2 separate regions of the Gossypium hirsutum genome follow, and region 2 is linked to region 1. A link is a contact called in public Hi-C data. All regions are on one chromosome and are shown on one strand. The core of a region is the stretch at or near the end of the contact, and the rest is flanking DNA. Distances in the headings are between cores, read along the strand shown.

Evidence for each region. Hi-C and Micro-C count contacts between places; a contact is called where the count stands out from the background.
Region 2: a contact with region 1 is called in a Hi-C map of leaf, with 2.0 times the contacts expected there. The contact joins the promoter of LOC107927585 here to the promoter of LOC107915101 in region 1. A contact is called at or near these places in 6 of 34 Hi-C or Micro-C datasets (hypocotyl, leaf and petal).

What each region holds. Positions count from the first base shown.
Region 1 is chrA10:72,714,056-72,721,768 of Gossypium_hirsutum_v2.1, forward strand. It overlaps LOC107915101 (histidine protein methyltransferase 1 homolog), which reads right to left and starts at 4,261. Exons shown (of 11, transcript XM_041079182.1): 1 at 4,228-4,261; 2 at 4,002-4,104. It overlaps LOC107915100 (probable xyloglucan galactosyltransferase GT14), which reads right to left. Exons shown (of 4, transcript XM_041079179.1): 1 at 5,298-7,713; 2 at 4,893-5,145; 3 at 4,672-4,742; 4 at 4,202-4,589. The coding sequence ends at 6,699.
Region 2 is chrA10:73,249,297-73,257,009 of Gossypium_hirsutum_v2.1, forward strand. It overlaps LOC107927585, which reads right to left and starts at 3,989. Exons shown (of 3, transcript XM_016858684.2): 1 at 3,774-3,989; 2 at 3,180-3,370; 3 at 1-1,654.

The DNA of each region.
Region 1 (7,713 bases), core at 3,011-5,510:
GTACAAGTCTGCTGCCCTAGCACGATTGTGTCTGCCGCCACTGGCACGAGTCCTTAAGTTTTTTGTCCCAGTTTTTGTTTTTTTAGTTCTAACTAAGAGCTTTTTTATCGCTTTTATTTCTGCAAGTGGAGTCTATCGTCTGTGTTTCTGGCCATCAAACATGCGTCCATGGAGACTAAATTAGCATAGTTATCATTAAATGAGGAAGAGGAGGAAATACTGCAGATCTAAGTAGATCCAAGCACAGTAAGAAGAGTGAGAAAATTTCAGCTTGTGGGATGTTTTTTAACTGCCAGTATAATCTACTTCCCAGCCATGAAAAGTACTATGGCCAATCTGTGGCATCCTGTTCGTGGGGTTCAAATTCGAGATCTGGGAAAAAAAAGTATATCTTTCAATTTTTTCACGGTATGAATATGGAGAGGGTTTGAAAAGGTTCTTCTTGGACTTTCAATAATCACTTATTAATACTTTATAAATTGAAAAGGGAGGAAGACCCATTAAGAGTACCTTTAATTTTTTCCCCTTTTTGGGTCCAAATTCATGACGTCCCAATAAGACTCTTTTCTGAAAGTTTAGCAATGCAATTAGGGAATTTTGTTGGAACTTTCTTGGAGTATAATGGTTCAAATCTTGGGAAGGAAAATCGCAATTACATTAGAGTGAGGGTACAGATTGACATTAGGAGGCCTCTAAAAAGAAGGAAGAAGGTTATGTGGCGTGGGGATGCTTGTATGTTAAATTTCAGTATGAACGTTTATCGTTTTTTTGTTTCTATTGTGACCGACTGGGGCATAGTGACTCATTTTGTGAGGAAAAAATGATGTTAGGGGTAGATACTGCTGAATTGGGTTGGAATTTATCATTGCGAGCACAATCCCGAAGAGCCTTATCTATGAATAGTATATGGCTTCAAGATGAAGGGGAAAGGAAATGAGAAGGAATTTGGGGGGACAATCGATATTTGGAGCTCAGATTTTGGGATGGGATACTAAAGGCAGATGTGGGAAACTTATTGATCCAATTTTGGGATTCAATATTAAAGGAGGAATGCCATATTTAGATCACAGGCAGGAGAATTCTTGGGCTGATCAGATGCAAATAGCCATGGAACATGATTTAAAAGATGGAATCTTAGTAGGAGAGGAGGGGAAAAAACAAACAAGGGGGGAAACGAGAGATCCAAGGGGAAAAAAGAGAGTGGCAATGCAATGACAAGGAGTAAGCGAATGGTGAAATTTAATCTTTTATCATCGGCGGCTGCTAAAAGGCAAGCCGACCGAACGCAATGAAAATCTTAAACTAGAATGTTCGTAGTTTGGGAGACCACGAATGATTAGAAGACTTCGGCATTCGCTGAAGATATATAATCCTCAAATAGTCTTCTTTATGGAGACAAAGCTTAGTAAACGACAAATGGAGCGGGTTCGTAGAAGCTGTGATTTTGTTAATGGTATTGAAGTTGACTCAGATGGTATACGAAGAGGATTGTGTTTAGTCTGACGGTTAGATGTAAATATAACTCTCCGTACTTTTTTCAAGAGGCATATTTATGTGATAGTTACGGGCAAGGAAGACGGGAATAATTAGAGATTTACGGGATTTTATGGATCCCGTTATGTGCCAGATAGGGCAGACCCATGGGCTGTTCTAAAAAGGCTAGCTATTGAAGTAGATATTCATTGGTTCGTTTGTGGAGATTGCAACGAGATTATGTATGGTTTTGAGAAAAAAATGAGGATTTCCTAGAGATGAAAAACGGATAGAACTATTTCAAAGAACACTGGAGGAATGTCAACTGCATGACGTGGGTTTTTGTGGGAATTAGTTCACTTGGGAGAAAGGTAATTTACCGGAGACGAATATTCAAGAATGATTAGATAGAGGGGTTGCCAACACAGAATGGATTGATATGTTCTCGGAGGTAAAAGTCCAACATTTAGTGCACTCTTTTTCTGATCATTGTCCCCTTCTTATTAATACAAGAATGAATGAAGAACGCTTGAGGAACAATGGCTTCAAATTCAAAGCCTGGTGGTCTTTCGAGGAATCTTTTATTAATAAAGTCAAACGTTTGTGAGAAGAGTCTTCAGGGGAAGTGTTATAGAAGCTAGGAAATTTAATAAAAGGTTTGAAACAGTGGGTGGGGAAAATTCATATGAATAGGAGAAAGAAAAAATAGATCCTTACAGAGAAATTAGCACAATTATCTGAAGCTGAGAGAAATGATGTGAATTTAGCTGAGCTGATTGATACGAAGATTAATTTAAACTTGGAGATTGACAAAGATGAATGTTATTGGGAACAGAGGGCTCGTTTTAATTGGCTGAAATTCAGCGATAAAAATACAGCATTTTTTCATAGTCATGCATCACAGCGGCGAAAGATGAATTTTATTCATAGATTACAAAATGAAGATGGACGAGAAATGATGGTACTACAAAAAATAGAGGGCATTGCTAGATCTTATTTTCAAAGTTTATTTTTGGCAGAAAGTAGGGGAAATTACGACTATTTGTTATCCAGGATTGAACATTGTATGGTCAATGAAGATAATCAAAAGCTTACAACAACATATACCAAAAAGGAGATCGCAGCAACAATATTCAACTGGGGCCCACGAAGGCACTGGGGGAGGATGGTTTTCCAGCTCTTTTTTATCAGGAATGCTGGCATATTGTTGGAGAATATGTCACCTCTTTTAGCTTATAAATTCTTAATGGGGATATGGAGGTTAGTGCTGTGAACTCTACTAATATTGTACTTATTCCTAAAGTCACCAGCCCCTCAGACATGACACAATTTCGACCAAGCAGTTTATGTAATGTGCTCTATAAAATTTTGGCCAAGGTCATAGCTAATCGTTTACGGGGAGTTATTGAAAAATGTATTGATGACACGCGAAGTGCTTTTGTGCCAGGACGATTAATATCAGATAACGTGCTGTTGGCATATGAAGTATTGCATAAGTTAAATACAAAGAGATCGGGAAAGAAAGGGTATATGGCCATTAAGCTAGACATAAGCAAGGCATACGATAGAGTTGAATGGATTTTTATAAAGGAAATTATGCTACGGATAGAGTTTGATACGAATTAGGTCGATGCTATTATGAAATGTGTATCAAGGGTCTCTTATCTAGTAGTTATAAATGGGCATATTGGGGATAAATTTTTCCCAACCAGAAGCCTTAGACAAGGTGATCCGCTAGCCCATTTTTATTTCTCTTATGTGGGGAAGGCCTATCGAGTCTACTAAGACTAGCAATGAATAGCGGGCTCTTCAAGTGCGTTAGGGTTAGTAGAAGCGGGCCACAGGTATCACATCTTTTGTTTGCTGATGATTGTATTTTATTTGGGGAGGCAACAAGTAAGGATGCAACTTTATTCAAGGACATTCTACGGGAGTATAAATTTTGTTCGGGTCAATGTGTTAATTTTAAAAAATCAACAATTTTTTCAATAAGAATACCTCAAAAAAAGACAGGTGATTGGTTAGTAATTTACTGGGTGTCCACAGTTCAAACGAACCAGAGCGTTACCTTGGGTTGCCGAGCATGGTCCGTAGGAGGAAAAAGGAATCTTTTCAAAATTTGAAGGACCAATTTCGAAAACGTATTGATAATTGGAGCAATCTATTTTTATCTCAAGGGGGAAAGGAAGTACTTGTGAAGGCCATTCTACATGCGATACCTATTTACACGATGACTTATTTTTTATTGCCTAAGACCCTATGTGATGAGTTTGAAAGTATTGTTGCACGATTCTGGTGGCAGAAGGGCCATGGAAAAAAGGGTATTCATTGGTGTACTTGGAAAAGCCTTTGTGATTTAAAAGAAAACGGTGGTTTAGGTTTTAAAATTTTTGGTCAATTTAATATTGCGTTGCTAGCAAAACAGGGCTGGCGCATTATTCAGTATCAAAATTCTTTATTAGCACGAGTTTTAAATGCTAAATATTTTCCAAACTCAAATTTTCAAAATGTAGAGTTGGGCAATTTACCTTCCCTTACCTGGAAGAGTATTTGGACAGCAAGGGGACTTCTCTAAAAAGGGCTGAGCTAAAGAGTGGGCAGAGGAGATAAAATCTCTATATGGGAAGATAGCTGGATTCCGGGGATTGACACAATTGATGAATATAGCAGTCATAACAATGAGGATTCACAGTTAGTTTCAGAGCTTATTGATAGCGCAAATAGGAAGTGGAGAACAAATTTGATTAATCGTACCTTCTGAGAGGTAGTTGCTAAAAAAATTTTGCAGATCCCTCTCACAGAGACCGATCATGAGGACACGCAAGTTTGGAAAGGAGAGTTATATGGTGAGTTCTCGGTACGCAGTGCCTATAAACTATTACATAATGCTAGCTCGGATCCTAGGCATTATTTATTACAGACCGAAATGAAAGAATTTTACAAGGAGCTATGGGGCCTACAGCTACCCCCTAAAATTGCAATCACTATTTGGAAAATCTCTTGGGATTTTATTCCGAATTTTGCTAATCTCCGGTACAGAAGAGTAATTTCTAATGATAGATGCCCCCGAGGTTGTTCTTGGTTAGAAGACAGCCTCTATATCTTCCGTGACTTCCCTGTAACAATAGAGGTCTTGGGAATAGTACACTTATATTGGGTGGTTAATAATATGAACCAAAGTATATGGGAGTGGCTAACCTAGGTTTTCAAGAGAGGTAACGACATCCAATGTAGACTTTTTTGTTATGCTTTATGGCTCATATGGTTCTCTAGAAATCAGTTCGTACATGAAAGGAAAAACACAACAAGTAGCGAGTTAGTGCAAAACATACAGAGGTCTCTGGCTAAATATAAAGTGGTAAGAGAAATGAAGAGACCTGTAAATATGAATAGACACTTAAGAGCCCAAGAAGACATACCGAGAACGACGGTCTATTGCGATGCAGCGTTCGATAGTAGCAGTTCTACATCTGCAACGGGTCTGGTGGTTCAGGATCTGACGGGGAGCCTCATGGCCTTAAAGTCCACCATCCACAACAGTATCTCCTCCCCATTTGCAGCAGAAGCATATGCATGTTTAGGGTATAAAATTAGGGATCTCACTAGGTTTACAATCGGTAAAAATCATGGGAGACTCTAAAACAGTTATTAAGAAATGCCAAACGACTTCACCTGATAAATCAGCGATTGGAGCCATTATCAACGACATCCAAAACAAAAAACGGTGTTTTCAAGAGATTATTTTTCAGCATATTTACAGATCAGGGAACATACAAGCACATAGAATAGCAAAAACTGCTCTTGCTAGAAGGGAGTCTACTTACCTGATAGGAGAAGAACTGAATCGACATGACTTTGCTTCAGATAGGTACTGGTCAAGGAACCCAGACTGAAGAGTTTTTTAAGGGAAACCGATTATCAATAGAGAGTAGCAAGTATAGCTTATCTTTTTGGAATCTGCTAGTGACAAGAACGGATTGGACTTTGGAAATGATAGCTAAGGAGCATTAATGGTATCCAGCCGTTTCGCATTAACTGGGGTAGTTTTTTTTAGGTTTTCCTTTTTTCATTTTAATTTTATTTTATTACCTTTCTGATTATCCATTAAGTTGCGTTTTATTGCTGGTTGCATTATCAGATCAGCTAGTGAGGTCGATTTTTTGTTTTCTTTAGTTTTATTGCTGTAATGGGCTTGGGTCTAAGGATCTCTTGGATCTCAAGTTCTTTTTCTTCTTTCCTTTCAATAAAATACCCGGTCATTTTAATATAAAAAAAAAAATTTATTGATACTGTACCAAATATTATTCCTATATAAAATTTTATTATACCCCATTTCATGAAAATGGCATGAAAAGAATTCATGTCATGAAAATCAACTTATGGCAAGAAAAATGAGAAAAAAAAAGGTTATCTAATTTTGTAAAATCTAACTTACACAAGAAAGCTTTTGTAAAATATTTTATGAAGAAACAAGGAAAATTTAGACTGACTTATAAAAAAGATTACATTAATCAAATAGGATAAATATTTTTGATAGCAATCAAAGCGACCCCTAATGTGTCATTTATGGCATCCACATGCAACAACCATTATAAGTCCCTTTCAAGTGTCGGCAGGAATTACCACGTCATCGGCCAAACTTCACCTTAAAAGCACCTTGTCAATGCCATTTTCCCTTTTCGGTCAAAAGTTGAGTGTGGACTAATGCTTATTTCACCATTTATTTGATTATAATGTGGAATCAAACGCCTCCCACCTATCAGCTCCCACATATTCAAACCATATGAAAAATCTTAAAATGATTTAGCATACTGGTATCTGACAAGAACATTGTTCAATAGTCAGTTCATGTATTCTGTTTGCCCAATTGGAAAAATTCATCTGATGATGAAGGATTCAGAGTTTTCTTTCCTTCAATTTTGTTAATAAAGAAAAACTGAAACCCCAAAAGCAAAAAAGCAAAAAAAATTAAAAGACCAAATTTCAAGATCATGGAGACATTCAATGCTTCCCCCATCACTACAAAATTATACTCTTAAAATACACAAGTACAATCATTGAGATAGAATGAGATGAAAGGGTATATCTATATCTATATTCACTTCAGCTAATGGAAAAAAAGAAAATTTACTTAATTATTTATGCAACCATTTTTTTTTAAAAAAAATTAGGCTTTCTTCTGTCCTAAAAAAAACCATTACGAATGAATTTCTAGTGTAGTAAATTCAACTGCCATTACCATTACCATAAGTAGAAAATGTATACTTATAATCATCCCCATCGGCAAATCCAATACTAGGATCCTTCCCTTCTCTTATCATAACCCTAAGACTCTCTATTCTATCAAGAATTCCCTTAACTGCTAAATCAAATGCATCCTCAAGAGTCTCCGATCGAGATCTCGAACTTGTGTAAACCACTCTCGGAATGAGCTTTATAACCTCCTCCCTCAACCTCAATATTCTGTCTTCTGGCATCCGAAGCAATGTTTCATTGAGGTTGATTTTCCACTCACTTAAATCCTTTACTGGTAGATACACCGAGTATGCAGTATAATTCTTTGGTAAATGCCATATGTATTGAGCATATGCTGTACCTGGATGGAAAAACACCGGAATGCACCCTGCTAAAATAGAGTCGAAAATCGATCTCCTTGTGTAAGAATCCCCTGGGGGCTGCAAGCAAAAGATTGAGCTCTGAAACACCTTCATCACATTAACCGGGTTATCACAGTTTGTAGCACCATAATTACAATCCAGCAACTTGCACTGGCTCTTTGAAGCTAAGCATTGATCGATAATCTTGCCCCGGATCGAATTCTGATATTCAGGCCTAGGGGCACCAGCAAAGGAGAAAAGATACTGCCGGTTTTGCCTTCTCATTCGATCCTGCCACTGGAAAATCTCACTGTCCTTTGAAGGATGGAAACATGTTGGATATGGAATTGCATAATCATTGTTCCAGGAGCTCGATTCAATCGACAACATCGACATGTTCTTGGATTCAGGCAAGAACCGAAGCTTGCTGCCCCAATCGGTTTCGTTATCGCTTTGTCTTCGGAAATCCCAAGCAATCCTCCCAGCAACTAAGAAATGATCCCTACCCCACATTCTTTTCCATTCAGGCTTCTCTGATAGCCACTTTACAAGGCCAAGAGATGCAGAATCTCTCACAGTAGTGTTGAAACCCCATAGATACAAGCTCATATCAAGACCAGCATAAAAGGGTACGTAAATAGCC
Region 2 (7,713 bases), core at 2,739-5,238, 530 kb after region 1:
TTGGCAATTGAACAAAAGATGGAGAATCATATTCAGCAGGTGAATGCAAACACTCAAGATCAAATGTCATGTGATTGGTAGCTCCTGTGTCAAGAATCCAATCCTGTGATGAGGAACCAAAACTAGTACCTGTCATATGTGCTGATGCTTGCACCCTAGATCATTTTCCCAACAGCTCCAGAATCTATTGATACTGCTCAGGTGTAAACACAGGTACCTGAGATGAGCTCGAACTCACACTACCAGTAGAAACAGAAATTGAACCTGTATCTGTGATAACTGCACTATTGGCAAAAGTTCCCTTATTCTTTGTAAACTTAAAATCTGCAGGATAGCCAATCAACTTATAACATGTTTCTTTTTTATGACTCTTAATATGGCAGTAATCACAAGTCCCAGGAAACCATTTTTTAGACTGCACTGGTTGGTTAGATGCACTAGAATATAATGCAGTAGATTCAGAAATCAACGAGACTTTTTCAGCATTATGACGTTGCCCTTCCTCTTGAATAAGCAAGGAATATGCTTGGTTCACTGATGGCAGAGGTTTCAAAAGCAAAATCTGGCTACGAACTATTGAATAAGACTCATTTAATCCCATAAGAAACTGGAATAACCGCTGTTGCTTCAAATTTTCAACATTCATTTTCATAGATTCACATGTGCAAGAAGCAAGGGGAGCAATAGCATCATATTCGTCCCACAACAATCAAAGTCTTGTGTGATAAACCGAGATAGATGACGTACCTTGAACGTGTGTAACAATCTCTCGATGCAAGAAATAAATCCGAGATCCATCCACCTTATCAAATCGCTCCTTCAAATCAGACTACACAAGGGCCGCACTGGATGCAAAAACTATCCCAGCAGAAAGCTCTTGGCTGACAGAATTCAAGATCCAAGATAACACCAAAGCATTACAATGTTCCCATTGTGGTTGTAAAGCCACTATAGTATCTTCAAACAAACAAGAATCATCAATAAAACCAACTTTGTTCTTAGCAAGCAAAGCTATACGCATTGAACGACTCCATATATTATAATTTTCAACTCCAGTGAGTTGATGCGAAACCAATAAAGTCCCTGGAGCATCGGAGGGATGTAGATATAGGGGATGAGAAAGATCAATCTGCATTGTGCTTAGACTCACCATGTTGCACAAAAGAAAACAAAACCAAAAATGGAGAAGAAGAAAAAAAACTCACAGAACCAAAGGAAGTAGCCAGAAACGATGATCAGAGGCAAGAAAGAACGAAAGGAAGCAGTAAATCAGAGGAAATAACTGGCAATCTGATACCATGTTGAAATACTGGAAAAATCATATTTCTTATTCACCTAATGTACTGTACTTATACTTAATAATTAACTCACTTCCTAACAGTAAAAAACTAATTAGTTAAATGCTAACTAACTAGCTAACTAATCCTTTTAACAATTAATAGCAGAATTTGTCCGATTTAAGCCAACAATATAAGGACTAAAAAACTTGACCCTTAAAATCTTTTGCCAAACCATACATTCAAACAAAAAAAATCCCCCACAAGCACCCCTGTCTAAATTATCCAAAGTTTTTTCTGCTGTAAAAGACCCTTCTTCCCCAGAATATCAGTTGTTTCCCTGGTTCCACTTCCTATGCATTAGCATAGTAATTGTCCTGAACAAAGCAAACGAGCTCAGATTAGCCTCTTCACAGTTCAGCAGCACAAACCGATTTCATAATTTCATTATCTATAATACTTGACACCTAAGTTCATCTAATATAAACAAGGTCCCGAGTATATAAATCACATACAAGAAAACCAGGGAATGAAATTAACATCATCCCAATTCGACATACAATTCTACAGAAAATTTTAACTGTCAAACTTTACAGAACATATCACAAATAGGAATCCAGTTCACAGCTTTAAAGAAAGATTATTGTCCGCTATACTAGATGTGGTTGAGTGAGACTTTGGCATAACACCACAATTAACCTCCTCCACGGGCTTTGACAGAAAATGAGCTTAACCCAGAAAGTAAAATCTGCATAGGTGTAGCACCAAATATGTTAATGCTAACTATTTTCTCAAAAACACACTAGAAATTACAAGTAATGTTTTCTAATATATTCCTAAACCATGCAGCCAAATAATAAGCATTTTAAGGAATGAGAGAATCAAGCAGCCACCTACTGGGGTTGTCGGTCGAGACCTGCCAATGGCTTCAAATTTTGTGTTCAAGTGTTGAGGATTTTCCCACAATATTCTCATTGGTGCAGTGGGCTCCATTGGCAGGAAACAGCCATCCCAGTGAAGAAAGGTGGAGTTTCCGATTACAGCTACTGACAAGATAGAGTTTCCAATATTTTTCACTCAAAATTTAGCTTTTCAACATTACTGTCAGCAAAAGTCTCACTTACTTCAGAGGTCTGAGAAGAAAACATGTGGAAAAAGATCACTGGTGCAAAGTGAAACTTTACATATAACATTTATTTCTTTCATCATTAATGTTTAAAGTACATCTACGAAATTGAAAATAGACCTTAACAATCAATGTAGTTTCCAAAAAATTTTAACTCATCAAAGCAACACAACCGGCTACAAACAAAAAGATTCAGATTAGAAAGTGATGATAAAGCATTTCAAATCAAGATTGATTTATCGGATCGTAAGACCAAATCCAAAAATAAGGTGGCAGTGTATATATCTGCAGAAATGCCCTTAAAGACCATTTCCATAAGTTGCGTTGCCTTTGAGATATAGTTGTTTTGAAGAGACCCTTGGATCATGACATTATAACAACAACTATCAAGCAAACAATCATTATCTCCGATGCTCCTAAACAACTAGTATACTTCATCTGGCAATCCCTCTTTGCAAAATCCATTAATTATTATAGCATATGTGTAAACATCAGGCTTTAAACCATAGACAGATATTTTATGAAATAATTCCTTTCCAACTTCAATATGCCTAGATTTGCACAAGCCACCAATTAGGATATTATAACAGACAATATTGAGTTCCAACTTGCTGTTCCGCATTGCTCGAAAAGTTCCAAAGCCTCTTTGACTTTATCACTTTTGCATAAACCATTCAACAAATTTAAACAGGTCACTACATTTGGAACTTGTCCAAAAGCAAGCATCTTCCTCAAAAGTTCACGTGCGGATGAAACTCTCCCTATTTGACACATACCTTGCGTAAGAGTGTTGTATGTGAGAGTATCTGCAATTGGTCCTTTTTGGAATATTTCGTGAAAGAGTTCCATTGTTTCTTCTATCCTTCTAGCTTCGCGATCTCCATTGATCATGATGTTGTAACTAGATATATCAGGTGCACAACCCTTCTTGATCATCAAGTGAAATACTTTTCTAGCTTTATCCATCCTGTTTTGCAAGCAATGACCGTTAATTAATGCATTATACGTAACAACATCACGCTCAATGACTTGTTTTATCATTGTGTCAACGATATCTATGGCTATACATCGACAGAACAATGGCATGATGTTTCATTCTAAAAATGGCTCCTAATAATTAGTTGAATTCCACAACTTAGGGCCTTGGGTACTTGTTAATCATCTCATTTAACAAAGTAAAAGCATCATCAATATTATCAAAGCCATCATAGTTTTTTCAGTTTCCCTTACAGACATGGAATTGTTAGTGAAAGGTTGGATGTGGGTAGCAATGGTTTTAGAAGAAGAAGAAGAAATAGAAGAGCAGAAATTAGAAAGATGTTTTCCAGAATTAACAACAGAATGAAGAAGTAAGGGAGGATTAAGCTTACCCATATCTTGAAATTAAGCAAAATGGGAAAGCAAGAAAGTAGAAGTGGCGGCACAACCAGAACAAGGTAGGTTTGCTACTCAAATTTAGAACTCTAGGGTGGTTACGGTTCGGGTTGAACTCGGTCTGAAGATGGTTTGATTGAGAAGCATTGGTGAAATGAAAGGGCTTTTAACTATCCAATATTTGAAGGGATTTCATAATCTGGAGGTTTCCTAAATCCATGTGGCATTCTTTTGGGTGTGTGTTTTGACAAACTTACCCGTACAACCCAACCAAAAGGCTTAATTCAGGATTTTGCCCCAAATATATCCATTTTTTTCACTTTAGTACTTAAACTATTTTTTGTCCTAATTTAGTACTTAAAGTATCCAACGGGGAAGGAAGCTTAGTTTCTCATTTGTTCACTTGTGTCACGGGGCTAGATCTTTCATCTTGCGATCCGTTCGTTCCAAACTCACCTAAGTCTACATAACCACTGCACCAATTTGTATAGCAAAACCAATCATGCCAAAATAAGCCACAAAAGAACAACAGAAAGCCACAGAAAAGAATGCACAAAATGTGTTTGAGTCTCAATATTCTATTATTCACAAAGAATAAAGAAACTATAGATGAATGAAGTGATTTACAAGTGAGGAGAGGCTCTCTATTTATAGTTGAGTACCCTAAAATTGACAGTCTAGATCAAGTTACATCGACAGATGAGATTAGCGTATCCCTTAATTTTAGTAGCGATTTACAATATTACAAAATATCAAATCAAATCTAATCATATGATTCTTATCAATCTTCTAAGATTAGTCCCTATATTTACTAAAAATAGCCTATGTTGTCATATCTTCATTATTGGGCCACCCAGACTTCAATTTGACATGCTTCTCCAACATTTTTGAAATTGAGCTAGTTCTTGTGGGGTAAATAGTCTCCATCTAATTGATAGACCTCTATGAGATGCATCTTGTGCCATGGTCACGGGCTTTACACTTTGGCCTGTGTCACTTAGGCCAACAAAAACAAAGAACCCATGTTTGCTATTTTGTTAAAGATGACGTTATGTGGACTAAATCAAGTTTTATATCTCTCTCCGTTTCTTTTAATCTGATAAAGTGGTGATGAAATTTTAAGCCAATAATAATGAACTTGTAATGCAAGTGTTATGTTAGATAAAATTGGAAACATTTTTGTTGGATGAAAATGCTGCGACAATGCTTTTGCCACTTTTAGTAGGTGTATTTATCATATTGGAAGATAATGACTCAAAACTTATGCTACAGAGATTCTGAGTGGTGAAATAAGAAAGCAGCACCAAAAGCAAAATATATCTCTTAAGGAATAGTGGTGGGATAGTAGAGATAAGCAAGCAGGGCACTAAGTCTCTTATCTCTTAAGGAATAGTGGTGGGATAGTAGAGATAAGCAAGCAGGGCACTAAGTCTCTTTCCATTTGCATCTATGCACAAGGCTGATATAGCAGAGGAACATTGAGCCTTCTTATGCAAACAATCTGTTGCTTCTCATTGATACCTACTAAGAAAAGGAATGGTGGCATAAGGAATTATGTCTTAGGAGATCACATTTGGAGAGTTCAGGATTGCATTCTCCTTTCGGTGGAAAGAGAAAGTGGTTTTGATTACAACATCATACTGATGGCAGGGCAATTTGTTTTAACATTTATCAACTGGTTCATGCCCACGACCTTTTAAGTTTTCATTTCTTCCATTCTAACTTCATCATGCTATGATTACGATTGTGTTATAGGGAGCATATTTTTGAAGAAATAATAAGTATCTACAAAATGTAGCTTATCTGTGGAAATTTGGTGGTACCAAAATTATAGAATAAAGTTTTGAAGACTAAAATATACTCCCAAGTCCCTACACCTTTAGTACATTAGGAATTTAGTCTTTTTTTTATTCTCAATATTTTAGTTAAAAGCCCTGTTGCTATCACCATTTACTTCTATTAAATTTCCTGGCATTTATTTCTTCTAATAAAAGAATCATGATAATTCTGAAAATAATGATTACTTTAAACAAACTACACTTAGGAAACTTGGCGACATTGTATGCTACCCATGGTTTGCCTTCTTTTGTCAGTGCTTGATGCAGTAGGTTGCTTACCTTGGTGAATTAGCCAGCCATATAGAGCGATGTTCTCGCTCCCTTCATTTGCTTTACGGAAAAGACATCTTCTGGTGGATGCTTCTTCTGGTGCAATTCCAACCGTTTTTCATTTTCTTCGCAGTGGTAGGCATAATGATACCAATAGGAAATCTGGAGTTACAAAAGAGAGCAGCTGAAGCCAATATTATCCCGATGTTAGTTCAACTGCTGGATTCCAGAATAACCTTGACCAAAAACGATAAGGCCGCTTCTCTGTATTGTTTTTCACAGAGTTCACATCAGCTAAACCAGCAATCAGTACCAAAGCAGAAGGGGTTCTGGTTCTTGTCAGCTCCACCAGAGACCGGTTGCTAGGTTCATGTAGGAATCTGTTCTGTTGAATCATCGTTTTGCCTTGTTGAGACTGATGAGGAGAGATCAGTTGCAAGGGTTCTTGTTTGAAGCATCTTGAGCAAAAAGCTCTACATACTTTGGAAAGGAATTTCCAGATGCCTGAGATCAAGCAGAAGCGTGTTTCATCTGCTCAGACGACTCTAGTGGATTTAACTCAATGAGGCTATAGTAGTATGAAGTCTCCTTCAGCTAGAATACGTACTCACTTGAATGGGCTTTATGGCCAGTCTACTTATTTGTAGAGAATTCAATGGCTATAGTAGTACCAAATTTGTGCTTTTTCTATTTCGGAGAAGAGATTTTTCGAGTGGCAGATATTAAAAGCAGACCGTTGGTAATATAGCTTGGAATTGAATTGTTTCCTTATAACCTCTGTGGTTAGTTTTTCCTTTCCCATTGTCAAGTAAATACTTTACCTTTAGCTTCTGTGATTCTCCTCTATTGGATAAACAGTTGAGAAAATTCTAAACTGATGGTCTTGAATTCATCAGCTTAATAACCAAAGAGTGAATGTTTAGCACGCCTCTTTGTTCGTGACGGATGGAAATCTGAAAGATGAAACCAATGGCTTCCATTTCCTGCCATGCATTCAGCAAAAGTTGATTAGTAGTTTTAGCTTTGAACACAAAGTCTGAAGCATGAAACTATAACGACATCTCATCGGGAAGTGTGACAGGTATTGAGATCAAAACCACCAATAATGGAACACCACCAATGATCAAACATATTTGCCCAGAGTGGAACATAGGGTATAAGGCAATGGAGTCCAAATGAGACTGACATGGCAACGTTAGCAGGCTGCTGTTCATGGAATTGAACATTTCGACAGCTACTAATACCGATAGTGTTGCCTTCACTCCTAAAGATGTTTCTCTAGTAGGCCATACACTAAGAATTCAACTAATCTATCAAAACTAAAGCCAATTTATTATGAAGTTGATAGGCAAATGACAAAGAACGAAGAAAAAACTCAGTACAATGTTTTCATAACATACTTAATAAGAAAAACAATGACGGTGCTAGCACCAAGCTTGAGTTGGATGGCAATTCTCCCAAACAAACACTCTTTCATGGACTGAAAACCAGACCCTGAAACCCTGTCCAGTGACATAGAAAAGAGCTTCCCACAATTGAAAACATTACCCCTTTTGCCACCCCAGGTGAAGTCAAAATCCTTATCGCCTCTCATTGAGCAAATATCCAGTTCTCGTTTCTTATGACAAGTTGTTTGACTTGAAAATCGAATCATTATCTGTTCAAGAATAGTTGAAAGTCAGTCGTCCTTTGTAATGATGCTGAAATCATAGTCATCTTTCAACAACACTTTGTTAATACAATAAAATACAATCATCAATGTTATAATTTCAATCTGTCCGGTAATGAAGAAAAAAGTCTCATTATCAAATTTAAAGCAATTGCATGA